Linked DNA regions of Hordeum vulgare: region 1 is linked to region 2. The links are chromatin contacts, called in public Hi-C maps. All regions are on one chromosome and are shown on one strand. The core of a region is the stretch at or near the end of the contact, and the rest is flanking DNA. Distances in the headings are between cores, read along the strand shown.

What was found. Hi-C and Micro-C count contacts between places; a contact is called where the count stands out from the background.
Region 1: a contact with region 2 is called in a Hi-C map of leaf, with 2.6 times the contacts expected there. The contact joins two enhancer-like sites. A contact is called at or near these places in 3 of 6 Hi-C or Micro-C datasets (leaf and seedling).

What each region holds. Positions count from the first base shown.
Region 1 is chr5H:496,241,797-496,245,408 of MorexV3_pseudomolecules_assembly, forward strand. No RefSeq gene overlaps it. Among protein-coding and RNA genes, the nearest start is that of LOC123396728, 30 kb to the left of the region's middle. Within about 2 kb of position 1,510, at least 2 of the 3 cell types and tissues checked have open chromatin away from gene starts, as enhancers often do. A contact at or near this core is called in leaf, where this site is marked.
Region 2 is chr5H:495,972,993-495,976,577 of MorexV3_pseudomolecules_assembly, forward strand. No RefSeq gene overlaps it. Among protein-coding and RNA genes, the nearest start is that of LOC123396721, 26 kb to the left of the region's middle. Within about 2 kb of position 1,304, at least 2 of the 3 cell types and tissues checked have open chromatin away from gene starts, as enhancers often do. A contact at or near this core is called in leaf, where this site is marked.

The DNA.
Region 1 (3,612 bases), core at 260-2,759, 270 kb after region 2:
ATAGCCACTCAGCTACTATTGTGTACATCGAAGAGCAGGAGGCATGACATACTTGACGGAAGAGAGCCAGCTTTCTCCACCAGTTTTTTCTGGGTTTTCTTTTTCTTTATTTTTCATCAGGTTTTTTTTGTTTTCTTTTTTCATTCGGCTTTGTTTATTCATTGGGGCATGCTACACTTCGGTCGACGGATCCTTTTAAAAGATCCGCCGCCTGATGAGCCGTTAGATTTAAAATAATTCATCTGTCAAATGTAGTATGTACTTTGCAATAGAGCTTGTGTTGCAAAACCATTTGCAACATAAGTTATGTTTTTGATTTTTTGTAACATAGATTGTGTTACAAATTTATTTATTTTGCAACATGGGTCATGTTACGGAAAAATAAATTACATCATGGGTTCTGTTGCAGAATATTATTTTGTAACATGGGCCACTGCAGAATCTAGTTTGGTCGATTTGCAACAAGGGGTTAGTTGCAGAACCCCTTCTGAAAAAATGAACGAGTTACAAAGGGTGAACATGCTTGGCTCCCGATTACGAGCCCATCCAATGGATATGGAGGCGATGGACGATCACACAATGATCGGTCGGTTGAGGGGGATTATTTCCCTTATTTCTTTCTAGAATTTCATAGTATTTAGCTGTTTCTATATACATATTTTTGGTATATATATAATACACTTCACTAACAGGCGTTTAAATTTTTTTCAAATACAATACCACCATTTTTTGAATACCTGGTCAACATTTAGATATACACATTTAATATTTTTCTAATGTTTGTTTATATTTTTAACATACAACTTAATGTTTTTTCATACATAGTCAACATTTTTATTTAGACATTTAACATTTTGTGAATGCTTGAGTTACATTTTTCAAATAGAAGTGTAACACATTTTAAAAAGATTACAAGGTTAACACTTTTTAGACAGGGTCAACAGTTTTTATGCACATTTAACATTTTCAAGTGCCTAATTAATATTTTTGAAATACTTGGTTAACATCTTTTGAATACAACAGAAGGTTAATATTTTTAGTATACGTTTACAACATTTGTTCTATACACATTTAACATTTTTGAATAATTATTTAACATTTTCTTGAATACAACACAAGAATAATATTTATTGCATATCTGGTCAACATTTTTACTAAACACATTTAACAGTTTTAAAATGTTTCAATATATAATTTAAAAACTTTTAAAATATATTTTCCAAATCCATATTCACATTATTGAAGTACATGATCAAAAGTTTCCACACATACTGGATATATTTTAACATTTTTTAAATGCATGAATAATAATTTTCAAAAAAATATGTAATGTGTATTTTTGAAATATTTTTCAGAATATTTGAAAGTGTGAAAGAAAGTAAGAAAAAGGAAATCACAAAACGAAAAACAAATTAAAAAAACGACGCAGTGGCCTCCCGGGCACTTGGCGGGCCTATTGGCGTGCTCCTTAAGTGAGACCTGGCTCCGCCTCGTGTGATGCAAGATATAGTCGCGGCAATTCCTATTTGGCGCATATGCGCCCGTCGGCCGACGGGCACCTGCAGGGCGCACCTACTTGGGCTTGGCCCATATTGCTTTTTTCCTTTTAAATTAAAAGAGAAAAAAGAGAAAGGGAGTAGGATTCTTACTTGGTCGAAGTTTCCTGCTGTAACCATAAAAGCAATGAGCACGGTTATGCTAATGTTTGAACCAATAAATCATTTATTAAACATTGATTCCTTTTCTTTCGTTTACCTTTTTTTGTTGATTTTTTTCTTATTTTTCTCCACTTGTTTGATGAAGTGTCCGAAAATATGTGATTTCTTTTTCTAATTGACGAACTTTTTGTTTGAAAACTACATGATTTTTTTTACTTTTTATGAACTTTTTCATATTTATTTGTATTTCTTCAAATTTAAAAAGTTCATGAATTTTTTCTTGAACTTTTTTCCATATCTATGAACCTTTTTTCGAAATTTGTGAGCATTTTTGAAAATCCACAGACATAATTTAAAATCTGTGAACTTTTTTTGAAATTGATGAACTTTTTTTTAAATCAATGAACTTTTTTTTTAAATTGGTGAACTTTGTTTGAAAATCAGTGAACATATTTTAAAATTCGTGAACATTTTTCAAAATCTGTGAACTTTTTTTCAAATTTGACGAACTATTTTAAAACATGTTGAATTTTTATAAATTTGGATGAACTTTTTTTCAAATTTGGTGAACGTTTTTTAAATTCGATGAACTTAAAAAATGTTATTAACATTTTTCAAATTTGATGAACGTTTTTGAAAATAAGTGAGTTTTTTTGTAATTAGGTTGACTTTATAAACAATTTATAAAATATTTGAAAATTAATGAACTTTTCTAAATTATTATTTCTTTTTATTTATTTTTCTTCTTTCTCATTGAAGTTAAAGGTTATTGGGATGACCCAGTATGGGACGCTGCAGGCGCTAGAAACGGGAATGGGCGCGTGCAACGCCGTATAGGACGGCCATATAGTCGCTATTTTTTTTAATATGCATTTTTTATTCTTTTTGAAAAAAAATGCATCGAATTCGAAATTTCCAAAAGTATACCTGCCTCGGCCATCCTGTAGCCGACTGGAGGCTGTCGGCTTTGCTGCGGCCGACAGGAGGCTGTCGGCTTTGGCGAGGCCGACAGGGGGCTCTCGGCCACGTGGAAGCCGATTAGTGGCCGGCCACTGCCACTCGGCTTTGGGGAAGCCGATAGGGCATTCGGCCTAGCCGTGGCCGAGTAGTGGCCACGAGCCAGCCCCAGCCCTGCCCTTCCCCCCTCTCTTTGCTATTCCTTCCTTGTCCTTTCTCTATTTCTTATCTCCCTCCTCCCATTCTACCTTATCTCCTTTCTCTATTTCTTCTCCTTATTTCTCCCCGCACACAAAAAATATTCCATTTCCACGTTTATGTAAGAAACTTATGTGTATTTTGAACGTCTCACTCGCGATGATATTTTATGTTGTGTAAGGAGGAGGGCATCCAAACTATCCGTCTCACTCGTGATGATATTTTATGTAAGAAACTTATGTGTATTTTGAACGTTAGCTATTTTGCCTACTCCATTTCCTGCCCATATTCCCCCAATCGGCCACGCCATTTTGTTCCCTCCTCCGTTGCCGCAAATATTTCCACGTCTCCATTCCCGCCTAATTTTTCGCACCACCTTTCCCGCCTAATTTTTCCCGTTTATTTTCCCGCCACCTTTCCCGCCAACTATTTACCCTCTTATTTCCCGCCAAATCTTTCCCGCCTCATTTCCCTCCTCGTTTTCCCGCCATCTTCCTGGTCATCTAAGTCTATAAAAGGAGGCATTGGACTGCCTTCCTCCATCATCCAACCTCACTTGAGAATACTAGCACTGCCTTCCTTCCTCCATCATCCAGTGAATATGAGTTTGCCTTGCTCGGATCAGAGCATCAGGTCTAAGAAAATGCAGAGTGCGAGTTTGCCTCGGGGTGTGGAAGCAGTTCGATGTTGGTGCGGTGATCTCTGCAAGGTGAAGGAGGTGACGGATTTTTCAGATTAGTTGGGCATGAAGTTTTTCATGTGCGCCAATTATGAATCTGATTCGCCCGAATCTATTTCT
Region 2 (3,585 bases), core at 54-2,553:
TCTCCGTTTTGATGCCTTCAGCGCTAGACAAAATGTGAACTTTTTCGAATTTACTCAAAAAATTTCAAATTTGATTAATTTTTTCACGTTGAAATTATTAAAAGTTCACATAATTCGGGAAAAAAAATCATTAAATCGGGAAAAAGTTCATAAAATTTGAAAAAAAAATCATCGAATTTGAAAAAAAACAGAACCCAAGAAAAAGTTCAATGAATTTAAAAAATTAAATTATTACATTTGAAAAAAGTTCATCTATTTTTTTTAAAGAAGAACAAAACCGTCGAGGGATCAAATCACAAAAAGAACAAAACTATTTTGAATAAAAAAGTTGAATTTTTTTTAAAAACAATAAGTGATAAAATAGGAAAAAGGAAAAGACGTAAGGAAAAGAGTGGAAGAAGCAGCAACTGTGCAGCTAACAACGGACGGTGAAGTGGTTAGCTCGTCACACGACTGACCGTAAGATAGAAACCAGTGCCTGCAGCTCTAAATACGAAAAGCAGTCGCACTTCCTCGGTGACATGAGCCATTCCTTCATTCGATCACTCGATGGTTTACCGGTCAACCATTGGCTATTTGAAATTTTCTAAAACTGAAGCTGTAAAAATATATTTCATTTCGTGATTTTTTTGAAAAATCTTACATATTTGAAAAAAAAACTTTACTGATTCAAACTAGCCATCATGTTTTGATAAAAAAATCATAAAACTGAAACAAGTTTGTCAATTTTGGAAAACATTTCACGAAACTGGAACAAAAGTCCAGTGATCATTTATGAGAGGATGACGAATTTAAAAGAACTTCATGAATTCAGAAAAAGTTCACCAGATTTTTTTTAAAGTAAGCAGGTTCTAAAACTGCTCAAGAAATCGAAATATTTCGGTAATTTTGAGAAAAAATGTAACAAGATTTCCGTCAGAACTCACAAAATTGTTTTTTTGGTTCTTCTTCCAGATTTGGATTAAAAAAGTGCATGTATTTTGCAAAAATAAATAAAAAAGGAACAAGAAGAAAGGGAATAAAAAATACAGAAACTAGAAGAATAACAAAGCCAAAATAAATAAAGGAAAACGAAAACAAACAATAAGAAAAGAAATAAAAGCTGAAAGGAGTGAAAAACCGAGCAATAAGGTAAACTAAAAGCTCATCAGGAGTTTCGAGAAGCTTTCCGTAACCGGCTGGAAGCTTCCCAAACTAGCGAATAAACTAAACTAAAGTGGTAACCTCTTAATGGACCGGCCCACACAAAATCGAGTGAGTGAGGGGGATATTCGCCGCCTCGACGCAACATGACTATATCTTGTATGCAGCGAGGCCCTAGAAATCCTCGCTGAAGAATCGATAATATTTAAGCTGGCCCATCCCCGTGTACATTGAAGGAAATAATTGAAAAGGGGGAGAACATGTGATCAATCCCTCGTTTCCAGGGAGATCACCGGCACAGCTAACCGCTCCACCCACTTCCAGTTAGGCCCTGTTTGATAGCTCAGTATTTTCTATGTATTTCGAGAATACTACAGTTTTTCTAATTGCTACAGTTTTAATTACAGTGGGCTGTTTGGCTATAACTAAAAACTGTATTATTATTGCTACATTTTTAGGCACTGCTCTACGCTGTCGCATCGATCCAAACTTTCATCCGACCGCACTTGAACCGCCCGATCCGCTCGATCAAATCTGGTTTGACCGTCCGATCTGTCCATGCAGCAAAAATCATTGACTAAAACAAAAATAAACAACGATGTAGCAAATTTTGGCCGAGAATGTAGCAAAAATATGGTTATAGCAGAAAATATCAATGTGAACATAGCAAAAAAAAAACGATGTTGATGATGCGTGGTAGCAAATCAAAAAATGTGGGTTGTAGCAAAACAATTCGGTGAACTCGGGTTACAACTCTGACGAACGTGTATGCAACTTTTTTAGTGAACGGTTGCAGCAAAAAGTAATATCGGTTGTAGCAAAAACTAACACCGGTTGTAGTAAAAATCAAACATCAGTTGTAACGAAAATATTCGATGAAGTCGGTTGCAAGCAAACGTGGATATAACTTTTTTAATGAATAAATTGTAGCAAATGGGAAAAGCTTGTAGCAAATTTAAACGCCGGTTACAGAAAATCTGGACAAAAAATGCTGCATGACTGGGCCAGACCAGCGCGCGTCGCGTGTGACCAGCCGAACGGTTCGGCCGACTCGCCGGCTCAAACGTTTTCCAATTTTTTTTGCAAAACCACAATATTTTCTCTGTCTAAAAAAAAGAAGCACTCAGCATGTGAAATAACAACCTATCTTGTTCTGGGATATATTAAAATTATGGTATTTTGTACCTATTGGCAAAAATACTGTAGTTTTTCAATACTTTGTGTTTTTTATACTTTGCAATCAAACATAGCCTTAGTGGTTAGTAGTAGGATCGCAACTTACTAGAGGCAATCGTTGCCGGCCTTCCCAGCTTTTTCTAACTATTTCGTTTTCTTCGGTTTCACTTCTTTTTTTTCTTTGATTTAGTTCATTATTTTCTTTTTTAAATGCTTAATTTATATATTCATATACATGAGAAAAATAGTTTATCATTTTTTAATACATAGTCAACAGTTTTTCTATAAACATTTATTATTTTTCAAATACTTGATCAGAATTTTTTCAAATGATTGATTCACATTTTTATATAAATGATAAAATAAAATTTTCATTTCTAAAAACATAGTCAATATCATTTTATAGACATTTAACCCTTTTCAAATGCTTATTCAATATATGTCAAATACTCGTCCAAGATTCTCTGAAATGGTTGATTATCATATTTATGTACTTGATAAAATAAATTCAATTTTTTTCATACATTTATAATAATTTTTATACAGACATTTGCATTTTTCAAATACTCGATCAGCATTATTAAACTCTTTATGGAGCGACCCACACAAAATTGAGTGGGCGACGGGGGTATGCGCCGCCTCGGTGCAGCGACTATATCTCGCATGAGGCAAGACCGTGGAAATCCTCGCTGAAGCATCTATAATATTTGGGCTGGCCAATACGCGTCTACATTGAAGGAAATAATTGAAAATGGGGAGAACATGTGATCGATCCGTTGTTTCCAGCGAGATCGCTAGCACAGCTAACCACTCCTACTAGAGGCAATCGGAGCCGGTCTTGTTTGTTATTTCTTACCTTTTCTGTTTTCTGCGGTTTTATTTCTTTTTTCTACTCTGATATTGAAATATTTATTTTTTATTTGACTTATTCCATTATATTTCCATTTTGGTTACTTAACTAAATTAATATAAATGATAAAAATAGTTTGTCATTTTTCAATACGTAGTGAACATTTTTCTAGACATATTTTCAATTTTAAAATATTTGATCAACATTATTTCAAATGGCTGATTCACATGCTAAGATAAAATTTTCATTTGTAGTACAAAGTCAACATTTTTTATAGATATTTATCTTTTTTTAAATGCTTAATCATTATATTTAAAATACTCGACAACATTTTTTCAATTTATTGAGAAATTTATTTATGTACTTGATAAAAATAATTCATAATTTTTAATAATTTCTAACAATTATTCATATAT